Linked DNA regions of Zea mays: regions 1 and 2 are each linked to region 3. A link is a contact called in public Hi-C data. All regions are on one chromosome and are shown on one strand. Each heading gives the region's core, a stretch centred on a gene start, on an enhancer-like site or on the middle of the called end of the contact. The rest is flanking DNA. Distances are from core to core; before and after follow the strand shown. Region 1 holds the start of LOC100217142. Region 2 holds the start of LOC100276483 (putative protein kinase superfamily protein). Region 3 holds the start of LOC100384722 (putative cytochrome P450 superfamily protein).

The links. Hi-C and Micro-C count contacts between places; a contact is called where the count stands out from the background.
Region 1: a Hi-C map of ear shows a contact between it and region 3, with 1.9 times the contacts expected there. The contact joins the promoter of LOC100217142 here to the promoter of LOC100384722 in region 3. A contact is called at or near these places in 2 of 25 Hi-C or Micro-C datasets (ear and endosperm).
Region 2: a contact with region 3 is called in a Hi-C map of ear, with 1.8 times the contacts expected there. The contact joins the promoter of LOC100276483 here to the promoter of LOC100384722 in region 3.

What each region holds. Positions count from the first base shown.
Region 1 is chr3:6,067,553-6,071,861 of Zm-B73-REFERENCE-NAM-5.0, forward strand. It overlaps LOC100217142, which reads right to left and starts at 2,344. Exons shown (of 16, transcript NM_001359646.1): 1 at 2,119-2,344; 2 at 1,430-1,570; 3 at 1,186-1,281; 4 at 1,022-1,084; 5 at 684-761. The coding sequence starts at 1,537.
Region 2 is chr3:4,779,196-4,783,154 of Zm-B73-REFERENCE-NAM-5.0, forward strand. LOC100276483 (putative protein kinase superfamily protein) reads right to left here and starts at 1,824. Exons shown (of 4, transcript NM_001360695.1): 1 at 1,383-1,824.
Region 3 is chr3:5,528,316-5,532,573 of Zm-B73-REFERENCE-NAM-5.0, forward strand. It overlaps LOC100384722 (putative cytochrome P450 superfamily protein), which reads right to left and starts at 2,113. Exons shown (of 8, transcript NM_001177193.1): 1 at 1,763-2,113; 2 at 1,305-1,644; 3 at 291-440; 4 at 1-201. The coding sequence starts at 2,019.

The DNA of each region.
Region 1 (4,309 bases), core at 1,094-3,593, 540 kb after region 3:
ATTTGGATGAAACCATGTTTTGTACGAAAAAAGGCCAATTCACTTCTTTTGTCTTGTCTATCCCACATTGCATTTTCATCTCATCGTGTTTTATGATTCACCTATTTGTATGAAATTGTGCTTCTGAGCCTAAGAACTCCCAATTATGTCAAAATGACCCAAGCGGCTCTAGGTTGGACGTTATTTGATGTTATAAACATCATCATCACTAGAGTACAGCCTCGCTTTCTTTTGGGGCAAACACATTTAAAATTTAAAGTTGGTGACATTTGACTGATTATTACTCTAATGTTATGTAGATAGTGTTATGATAATGGTTACTGTTGCATTCATATTTCAAAGTACTTTACTATGATCATGATTTTATTGTTGTGAACAACATATTATGACGAGAGAATGGTAAAAAAATGTTTAATGATAGCTTTGGAGAACTGCACCAAGCCAAGCAAGCTTAAATCATGAAACAAAGAGACTGTATGGCTATTCTTATTTAATATAAAATTGGCATGGATATGTTGGAACAATGATGATCAGGTGTGCTGATCTTCATTATAACGAGCTTAGCATCGTAGCTTCATATGGAACAAATGTTCACTTGATCAAATAATAAATGAAAGAAATTGAGGGTCATTCTGCATATCCAAAAAAATAGTAATTCGAACAAGTAACCGAGATAAGCTAACCGAAGCATTGTGATGACCAGTCACCAGCGCGATAAACCCCATGGCAGTAGCTTGATGTTCTGGAAGAGATAAGAAAGTCTACCAAAAGAAATGAAATGTGTCAATCTACAAGGATCATAAGGTGCAACATGGTATTCAAGCTGAACTGAAGCTTAGATACATTTATTTGCTATGAAGATATGGATTAAAACATGAACATCCAAATAAGTACTATCTCTGCAACATGTTATATGATCTTATATGAGCAACAAAAAACACTGTCTTAAGTGTGACAAGCCCATTAAACAGTGGATGCAGAGATGGTGCACTTCGGAAAGAGCTACAAAGTTCAGACTCACCCGATGTGCACTGTAAAGAGACCGCACCATGTCCGACGACTTACCGCCTATCGCTATGCTGATCTGCATAAGCAAATTCACCGGTCAAAGTTCACACAGCCATGACACCTTGACTGATATTTACAAATCATGGAAAAGAACAAAGGGAAACAAACAGTTAGAACCTTTTTCCAATCCTTCCCATGTTGACGGTAGGCTTCATAAAAGCGTGTAAGTTCATCCTTGCTCCATTTGGGATCTAAATCTGAAATTTTCCTCTTCTGCAAAATAAAAAATAGCTTGATGAATGAGAGAACTGAATACTAGAATGTCAATTTAGATGATATGATGTCATAATTACTGGTAGCTATCTACAGACCATCAACCATAATTTTTCATAGAGCTTCCAATAGAAATAAATATGCATACTTTCTGTTTAGCTTTGCTTGAACTAGATGGGTCATCATGCTGCTGTTGATCTTCATATCCTTTTACTATGGTCTTGTTAATTGTTCGAGAACCCTTTGCCGGGCCCATCAAACGGTGCTTGTTCAGAATCGACAAATATTGCTGCAAGCAAAAAAGAATGAAAGAACGTTAAGGCCGAAGTCAAAGAAACACTGGGCGACAAAATATATATAGATAAAACAAGAATGTCATTCACAAGTTCTGAAATTCCCGGCAGCCTTCGAAAAGTTTCGCATGCTTACTTTAGTCCAATCTAAGATGCAGTGAAAAGGATCGAAGTATTTTAAAGATAGTGGACGTGCAGCGTTTTTGTGCCACGGAGGCGCGAAGAGCGGCGGTAAACCCGCTGCTAGAGGGACGAGCGTCGCGGCGGCTTCGGGGTTCGGCAGGAGGAGAAAGGAGGAGAGGAGGAGGAGATCGAAACGGGCACCACCATGCTGGCGCACGGAAAAGGCCTTCGCGGGCAGCTGCGATCCAGGCCAGTGCGGCCTCGCGAGCAGCGAAGAGGCTTCTTCCGTGCCGCCAGCAGCCGCGCTTGACTCGATTCCACAACACCAGCGCAGAAAACCACAAGCAGACCACCGAAACCACATCGACGGAGATCACCCACCCCGCGGAATTCCAGAGCTAAGACTCGCACCGGAGCTCACCTGGTCGGATCTGGCCAAAATCGCGCGCACGAGGGCGCCTCTCGGACGCAAGAGCCGCTCCGGTGGCGCCACCGCGGAGACGCAACCACGCCCGCAGAGGCTTGGGGGCCGGCGGCGGGAAGCTGCTGTTCGGAGGCTGGTTCCCGCGTCGTGGATGGATCGGAGAGGACGGGAGCGGAAGAGATGGGGCGGCGAGTGCGGGCGGGGTGGCCGGTTTGCGTTTCTGCTGCACTACTGCGGCCGCGGCTTGGCGGGCGAGGGATATAAGAGAAAGAAAAGGGAAGAGGAAGACAGGAGGGGACGGGTTGGAGCAGGCTTGCGAAGGTGGGTGGGGCGCTGACAGGTGGGCCACACGCAAGTTCGGGCGTTTGAAAATTAGGGTCGGGGGAAGTAGTAATTCGGGAGAGGGACGCGGCGCAGCTTGGGCCTTGGGCTGTGTGTGGGTCTTGGGCCGCCGGTGGATGGGTCTGTGGCAGTCGAAAAAGCACGTGGCGAAGTCTGGCGATCGCTACCTTTGAACTGTTCGTTTGTGAGCTTTTTTTTAGCAGAAGCAAACGAAACGATAGTCTTCCTTAAATTTTAGGATAAAGTTAGTATCATTAAATTTACTATAGCATAAGTCTCGTAAAAATTTAATTGACACTATCAATGCTAACATATTTTTATGAGGTTTGACAGAATCAAAATTTACTTATGATATAAAAATAAAAAGGGAATATTTTGGCCATTTGGAATAGGGGTACTCTATATTTCTTGCGGCTCTTGTTGTGCATCCGTTCCAAATGACTATATAAAGTTTATCATTTTTAGGAGGAGACGGTGCCCTACCAAACTAGTCCTTGCGTTTTATATGAATAAATATTTTTTTGTGCAAAAACTCATTTGAAGATTATTTCTCACTCGTCATATAGAGAGCGGAACTAACTTTTGAAAGTATCGTTCAAGCTATAGAGAAGTTATTTGAGGATGAAGAAATATAAAAAAAATGTTTGTTTATTTATAATGGTTATTTAAATGAAAAAAATAGAGGGACGAGGTAAGAAAGATGTACTGTCATGGATCACTTAGCAAACTTTTTACATATGTTAATGTTAAAATAGATCTGGACTGGATCGACAAAATTGATGTAGAGTAGAGATAGTAGTGGGTACTCGCCAATCGAAACCTGATAGGGTTTTCTATATTAGGGCATGATTTAGATTAAATTCTTACCCATGAATTTGTTATTGGATTCGTAAAAATCTGATAGATACGTGTTTTTGCACTACCCGTCTTAAAACCTACATAACTTACAAATGTAATTCGTAATGTTATTAATTCAATTTGTTCCACTTGTAATAAAAGTTCAAAGTATATTTTGATCACTTGTTTCTTTTTATCATTATTTGTTGGTATATTGTTTGTCATTTACAAGATCAAGTATTTTCATGCTGATGTTAGTGGGTATGGAAACTTATTAGGTACCTAAAACTTGTATGGGTATGGGTTTAGGCAAAAATTCATACCTATCATGGATATGAATTTTTTAGTGGGCGTGTTTTTCTTTGTGGGGTATAGGTTTAGGCAAGAGATATCCAATGGGTTTCTACCCGGTTGCCATCTTTAATCTAGAGATCCCCAAACCAACATTGATCGGTCATATTTTTCACCGATAAACTTCCAAAACGTCTTCTGGAGGCATCCGTAATTCCGTAGTAGAATCAAATATTGGTCCTCGTTAATTTTTAGGGTAAAGTTAGTTTCATCAAAATAACTACAACATGAGTCTTGTAGGAATTCATTTGATACTATACATGTTAACAAAATTTTATGTGGCTTGACAACGTCAGATTTTGCTTAGGATATAAAAACAAAAAAACATGCTATATTCCGGCAATTTGGAATATACATATCTTCTATATTTCTCGCTACCTGAACCGAAACGATGAGATCTAAAATCTACTGATAAGGTGGACTTGCTGTTACAAAAACCAATGATGGCTTAAAATAACTTTAAGATTTTATCTATAATAGCAAAGTGCTCATGAAAATAGCTCCTTACGAAAATACTTCATGAGCTAATGGTATTTTTACTCGGAAGCTATAACCATAAAATATGGTTTCGTTTGTATCTTTCTCATAGAGTTCATGCACAATACTACAAAGACGTCACTAGAAGATTTTTCTAAGGTCCCGTTTGTTTCCTTTTATT
Region 2 (3,959 bases), core at 574-3,073, 750 kb before region 3:
TAGCAAGTAGTGACCGAAACACGATTGAAATAATAGACACCACCAGCAATTCAAAATTGAGGGCCTTTGACTCTTTCCAATGTCATCGGGGTGGGGGAGCAAAAAAAAACAGGTGTGAAACGGGGGGTGCAGACGCGCGGCTTTTGACAAATATATACGCGTTTAACCATGAGAAGCTGCAACAGTATGAGGATGACCGGACCAAGCACGGCGACGTCCGAGACACTGTCTGCGATTTGACCAATCGCCCCCCACTGCGTACGAAGATGAAAGATCTATCGCTGCCAAGTTTGTCCGTGACTTCTCAGGGGACGCCGCATCAAACAGGGAGCAATTTTAGCAGTAAGGGCATGTACAACCCAGATACTGCTGCACGGTACTCCAAGTACAAGATACAACTAAAACACAACATAATACAGTGGTCATGTCTAAAACATGTGTCTTACGATATTCATTGTACCAATCAGAGCATTCAATAAATTAAAGTGACCAATCAGCTAGTCTCCTGTCTCGAACATAGAGCTAAGACACTGTGTCTTCGTCAAGATACATGTCTTGAGTTTTTTTACATTCACCCCCCTAGACACGCTGTAAGACACAACTTAAAACACCCACTGTACATGCCCTAAATGGTCGAGAAGAACACGAATGCACGAACAAAGAACATCTCCTCATCTTATCCAAAAAGTCGCATCCAATCAAGACGATCGCGGCTTTTATATTCTTTCCATAAGGGAAAGGAAAGAAAAAAGTGAGAAGGGTTGCGGCTTCTCCACAAGCCTGCCAGCCTGCCTGAGACACGTCTCACCTCAAATGTAAAATCGACGGGCAAATCGAAAACATTTCGATCGAATCGAACGAGAAGAGGGGGGGAAAGGTAATACTTGCGCCGATCGAAAGCACGAACCAAACGCAAACCTCGAACGGAGCTGCGCACAAATGGCATGGGGAAAAGCGAGGAGGAGTGCGAACGCGATTGCCGCCCAAAGGAAAACCGATCCGGAGCACAGAGGCGGAAACTTTGACGACGGCCAAGCAAGCAACAACGAGGTCGCGACGCCAAGGTGCGATGGATCGTCGTCCAAGGGACTACTTGCCTTCCTTTTGAGGAGAGAAGCGGATCGACCAAAACCCCAGCCCTGAAGAACTAAGCTGGTACGTCGCAGAGTACTGAAACACCTGGAGCGGTTCGGGAAGACCGATGAACCCCCACCCCCATGCCAAAAGAAGAAGAAGAAGAAGAAAAATCCTGCGCGCTGGCGCCAGAGAGAGAGAGAGAGAGAGAGAGAGAGAGAGAGAGAGAGAGAGAGAGAGAGAGAGAGAGAGAGAGAGAGAGAGAGAGAGAGAGAGAGAGAGAGAGGTCAGAGCTGCGAGAAACTAACATTTGCGGCAGGCCGGTGTTGCGCGCGGAGAAGCGGATCAGAATGCCGGGCTCCCGCCGCCGCTCTTCCCGCTCCCCGCTCCAGGTAGGCGGGCAGAGGAGGAGAAGCGGATCGAGGCCGAGGAGGAGGAGCCTGGCCAGCCAGCTAGCCAGCCAGAGCCCAGGGGGTGTATCAATAGCGCATTGAGGGCGCGCACCAGAAAAAAGGGCCCGTGCGTGGTAGTGCCGCGCACCCGGTAAACGCGGCCCCGTGCCGGTGGGGGTGGTGGTGGGATACGGTAGTACGCCGCTCCCCCCGCACCGCCGTACGGGCTGCCTGCCGCCTGCCGCTCCCCTTTGTTCTCTCTCTCTCTATCTCTTCCACCGATCTGTATAACGGACGCAAAGTTTAGAATGTAGCGAAGCGCGGCGGGGGAGGGGGAGGGGGCGTATCGTAGACGTATGCGAATCGGAAGAAGACGACGAGGAGGAGATTACGGCAGCAAAGCAAAGGGCGGCGCAGGCTGCAGAAATCAGAATTCGAGAGCGCCGCGGGTTTCCTTTCTTCTCTTGCTGGGCCCGCCTGCGCAAATACGGAAGCGCAGGCAGGCGAGGGCATTGGTGTGTAAATACAGAGAATTTGAAGGGTGCGACGTGCGGTGAGATTCCAGAGTCAATGGCCGAGTGGAATGGGAAGCTGGCTGGCTGCTGTGTTTCTGTTGTGGAGTGGAGAGTGTGTGTGTGTGTGTGGGGGGGGGGGGGGGAGGGACTGCAGAATGCCAAGCTTTTCATCACGATCACAGGAGAGGTGGAAAAAAGTTTCTTTTGGTTCTCCTGACCTCTCCTTTTCCACATTCTTTACGCTTATTATTGCCGCTGCTTAGCTTAGGTAGGGATCCACCATGGCTAGGATTTATGTTGTTGTCCCTTCTCACGCTTTGTACTAATAATGCATTTTCTTTTTAATCCGCTCGAGCATCTTTTGTTCTGGTTGGGGTTTTCTTTGGAAACTGAAACCATTGGATTTCTCCTCCTCCTCCTCCTCCCAAAAATACACATATTTTTGTGGCCTGTTCGGTAGGGGTCCTGTTAAAAGCAAGTTTTTTTTTGTTTTGTTTTTGTCTCTGTGTGTGTAGGGAGTGATTCTGCCTGACAGTCACATGATCCTTAATTAATTGCTCAATCATACGATGTCCTCTAATCAGTTGCTCAACCATAGTACAGTAGTACGATGCTTTGTTTTAGGGATCCCCAAAACTGTTGGGGCTCGGAGCTCAGCAGCCTGGCCAGACTCTTATCCAGAGAGATTCGTGCTTCATCGTTCATACACACACACACCTCAAGCCCTCAAGGTTCATGCCACTCGAGATCCCAGCTCCTCCGTTTGACTTTGGCTTTTCCCTTACCATCTCACCTCGCCGAGAGCCGTTCTTCTATGGCCCCTGTCTCGCCTCAAATGGCCGTCAACTAGTCTGCAGTGCAGGCTGTGCCAAAAAGACGACTGATGGATCTTGACAGTTCCAGAATACGTGACCCGCCAAAACAAACACAGATTATTATTAATGAAACTTCAAAGTTTAAACCCTCCGTGTGCTAACAACTATGAGGAAATGTGGACCGATCTAGGGCTTCGAGACGTCGTGGCCCAGCCCAACAAACTCCGTTTGGGTAGGACAATATATATATATATATATATATATAGTCCTCTCTTTTATTCTACCCTGAATTATTAAATTAGCGATTTTAGACTCATCTCGCCCTATCGTTTAGCGAGACGAATTAAATCTCGAATAGTAGTAAGGGATTCTAGACCCCACCCAATGTTCACTTCGTTACGCTTTGCTCCTAAACAAGCCAGTTCACCCCACTGCTATTGTACACATGACTTCTAGACAGAGCCACTCTACATGTGTGTCTTAGTCTTGAAAAAACAACGGTTTCTACGTCGACCGCCTCTAGGAAATCTTTTAGAAGTTCATAAATCGACTAAAAAAACAGCAATCTCTCCTAAACGTAGCCAGTAGCCACCACGTGAGGCCGCGAGAATTCAACCTTACGACCTCAGATCCCGCACGTTGCTTTCGTACAACCACGTGAACAAATCTTAAATAACAGAGTTTAAACTAAAACGTTTGTTTTCAGATCTCTCTGCCTTATAAAGTTTAGTTGGCCTTTTTTTTTTCTTCCTGTTATTAAAAGAATTTTACAAGTAACGTCAAGAGAGTGCGCATAGAACACGTTGACATCCGGTAAGTCTTCAGGACTGGCCCAATATTCTTCTCTGCTAATGGTGGGCCATGGTATGCTTCTTGTTCTGTTGGATACGCAGGCCCGGCCCAGAACTCGTTGATTGGCTGGTGCTGACAGCTGCCTCCTGCTCAACTGTTAGGTGTACGAGGGCTATACTCTCTCGGGTCCTTCTCCTACAATACAAATTTTTGAGATAATTCAGAAAAAAAATGTTCAAATGATATATGTACATTGTTGACGCAAAGAACAATTACACATCATCTAGTCAAAGCCACAAAATAAATAATGCAGCGAGGATCACACTTGCTAGGGCAACTAATCCTAGAGATTTACATGAGAGCTAGTAAAG
Region 3 (4,258 bases), core at 863-3,362:
GGCGGGGATCATCAGGTCGATCATGTTGTCGGATATGAGCTCGTCGGTGAGCTCGTCGCCGCCGCTTATGAGCACGTCGATGACGTCGCGCGGGGGACCGGCCTCGCCCTCGCCCTCTCCGCCATCCTCAAGGGCGGCCCTCCGCCGCCGCCTCTTCTCCTGTATGATCCCCTGTATCAGCGTGGCCATCCTCTTCTTGGCCTGGCAAAGTGGCAACAGATCCATTCAGCGCAGTGCAGGGGCAGCGAGCATGCAGCGCGTAGAGGCTCTGTAGTGTACTCCTCCTATACCTGGAGGGACCTGTAGAGCCTAGTCCCCGGCAGCTTGATGGGGAGGGACATGAGGCCGACAATGAATTCCTGGAACTGGTGCTTGAGCTGCTGCATCTCCGGGCCTGCCTCCAGCCCGATCAGACCCCTCACCAGGATCTCGAACACGATCTGCTGGCCACACCAGAATTCATTCATTACTCACTGCGTACTGCATGCACAGTGATACACAAATAACATTTCCCTCAAATGTTTTGATATCTCTCTGTCTGCCTGTCTGTCTGCGAGCCAAGCCATCACGAGCAGCCTGAGCCTCTCTAGCTCTTCCTACTGTCCTGGGCGAGCGCTTTGTTTGACAGCACAAGTGCAAGAAAGGATCCGAGTGGTCTCAACTGTACTAGGCTGCAGCTGCCAAGCACATTTTTTTTATTTCTGTGTGTGTGTGTGCGCGCGCGCGCGTGTGTTGGGGTGGCACCGGGGGTGTCGTCCAATGTCCACCTCCCACCGGGGCAGAGGCAACCGGGCATGTAATGAAGGCGCGCGCGTGGGGAATTGAATGGGGGAGAGGGTCACAGGAGAGAAGAAGAGCAGGTGGGCAGCAGCAGTGTGCAGTTCGCCCCAACTTCCCCCAATCCCATTCATTCATCTTTCTTTTTCTTCATTGAAAGATAGTAGTACAGTACTACCATACGGTCCATACCATACCATACCACCACACCGGCACACCCGCACGTACAGTACAGTCACACGGACGGACGCATGGAGACCAATAGTGTGTGGAGTGGAGCATGGCAACATGGCAAATTGGCATGGTGGAGTCTGGAGAGGAGAGCGACGGGGCCGCCGCCCCCACCCCCACCCCTCGGATAGCGGCTTCCATGTGGTGACACGGCAGCGCACGTGTGCACACCGGCCGCGCCCTTGGTCCGCGCGCCACCATGCCAACGCCTTGTAGGATGGCCTGAATGAAGCATGACGCTGTGCGGGTGCGGGCTGCAGAGAGGAGAGGAGTAGAGCGGCGTACGTAGTACGTACCGTCTTGGCGTGGTCCTGGATGCGGAGCGGCGGCGCGGAGGCGCACCGAACCTTCCAGGCGGCGAGCGCGGGCGCGAGGCGGCGCTGCATGTCGGCGGTGACCTGCGCCTTGAGCTGCGGCGACTTGAAGAAGGCGCCGACGAGGCCGTGCACGCGCCGCTGCAGGCTGCCGTTGATGAGCAGGATGGAGGACTCGCCCATGAGCTCCGTCAGCGACCGCGGGTACCAGGGCACGAAGGCGCGCGCGTCGCTGTGCAGCACGAACCGGCTCACCTCCGCGTCCGACGTCACCACCGTCGCCGAGCCGAACAGGTGCGACCGGAACACCGCGCTCCCGTGCCTGCGCGCCAAACCCACCGGTCATGCGGCGCCATGCCACGACGCACGTGCGTACGGTACGTGCAGCAAGCGAGCAAGTGCCCTGTGTGTGTGTGATTGTGTGACGACTGACGACTTACAGCAGGCGGCGCTTGTCGACGAAGGCCTCCGGGCGGGAGGAGTAGGCGCAGGACACGAAGTCCAGCGTCTCGCCCACCAGCGGCCACCCGAAGCTGCCGGGCGGGAGCCGGGCCGCCCGCTCCTTGTCCTTGCTCCCTCCGGCGGCCCGCCTGCGTGACAGAAGCACCCACAGGCAGACGACCGCCGCAACAAGCAGCACGGCGGCGCGCGCCGGCTCCGGCGGCCACGGAACCAGCTGCAGGGTGGTGGTCGACATGGCTGGCTCTGTCTCTGTTTCTGTCCCTGTGCGCGTTTGCACCCACCGAGGCGCGCGAGCAGTGAGCGAGTTATATGGAAGCAGAGGCTGCGCGAGGACGAGGACGAGGGTCGGAGGAGAGGCACCGCAGACGCCACTTATATGTAGCGTGGTCGTGGCGTCAATGGAAGCATGGAATCGAATCGGCAAGTGCAGAAAGTACACTACATACTACAGGCGAGGAGAGAGGGAGAGACGACAGGCACAGCCGCACAGAGTAGAGAAGTGGTGGAGAGCCGGATTTAATAATTTTCAAAAGATATATTAATTATATAATGTACATACATTATCCTATACTGTACTAATATAATATATATAATAAGAATTCATTTCAAATTGGTGGTAGCAGGAGGACGGATACTGCTTAGTACTTATTTTCTTTCCCCGACACATGGACAGGAATTTTAAAAATGAGTTATGTATAGTCCCGACGCCTAGTTGATTGTGTGTCGTGGCAGGGGCAGCCGGTCACCGTTGTTTTGTGGATGAGGGGAGTGAGGTGAGACCGTGAGAGTGACATTGTGACAGTGATGGCCGGTGCTTACTGCTCTGCTCAGCTCAAGTGCCCAACCCCCTAGTGCGACTGCACGAGAGCGAGCCCACACCCATAAAAAAAGGGTCAATTAGAAACATGACACTTAACTTTTTCAAAATTAAATAGCTTGGCATCCAAATAAACTAGCTATCGAATTTTGTAAAAGTTGAGTAATATGTATATAATTATTTCTATAAAAAAAAGGGGCCATCACAAGGACGCCTCTCTTCTTTATTTGATGATCATGACATTGACCAATGCTGGAAAATTTCATAGAAACAGTACTGCCACGGTATCCATGTCCTCACGAGGGCGTACTTGGAAGCAAATGATTTGAATAGTAAGTAATTCTAGCCCCTTAATCTCCTTCAATTCTCTTGCTTCAAAACAAGTCACGGATGGATATTGGTATTTGAAAACTGAAAAGTGTTCGAGAAAAGGAGGTGAAATTCACGAATACTACTACTAGCTGACTAATGGAGGTGTGTGTGTGTGTGTGTGTGTTTTTTTTTTTTTTTTTGAAAGAGGGACGCCTCGGATGTCGGATAGTGGTGGTCAATCCAGTGCGGTGCGGTGCAGGGATGGGGAATTTTGTCGCCGGGACATGAGACCAACAACAGCAGCAGCTCCTTGAATAGAGTGATGGAGCCTGGGCTAAGCTGTGCTGTGCAGCCTGTAGGAGTACATCAGCCACCAAAAAAAAAGATTCCCGAGTGGTGAGCACTGTACGTACGTGCTCGACTGCTCGTAGTCAAGCGTGGTAGCTCTCCTAGCTAGTCCCTAGACGGCAAAGGAGTACGCACAGAGCTAGGCCTCCCTCAGTGGCAGCAGCCCCCCTTACACGTACTACAGCGCCAGTACGTACTACGTAGTACTATACGTACGACAAATCTGCGCGCACGTTCGGTCTTGAGAAGTCTCGCGGATGCAGCCAGGGCCTATCCCTCCCGATCGGTCCCTTTTCTTCTCGTTTCAATTTCTCTTCCTTCTTTTGTTTAGCAACGAATAAAGATAAACACCGGATGAGAACACTGATCTCTCTCTCTCTCTGGACCTAAAATACTCCATGCCGAAGCCATCACATACAGCTCCATGCCGAAGCCGAAAGCCCGAAACGAAGGAATGATGCGCAGTCATCATCATGGGGTAGTCGGCTGGCAAGTGGCAACTAGGACTCTAGGAGGGGTCTAAATTTGATTGAGACGGTATTGCATTAGAGGCATATGTACATTATAATCAGGAAGGAAAGCAGGCGAGTATACGGCCCCATGAAGAATCAAATGCAATGAGAACAGCGAGATCAAAGAAAATATAGGCAAGGCAAATCATTACGCCCCCTTTCGGCTGGATAATATAGGTTTCTGCAAGACGAAGACGGTCCTGTGGTCAGTCGACTCTACCGCTTTTGGACGCGCCTAGTTCCGCGGTCCACAAAACCACAACGAAGAAAGCGAGCTCGGCTCGAGCACTTCCCCCCTCCTCTCTGCAGCCTGCAGGCTCCCGGCAGCAGAGAACAAGCGCGAACGGAAGCGGGCCAATCACCACCAATAATCCCCCGGCCGGACACAGCTACAGCGCGTCGCGTCCTAAGGGCTGAGGGCCTCCTTGGCCGTTGCCACGCGGGTCAGGCGGCCAGTCCGCGTCGGCACTCGCCCCGCACACGCC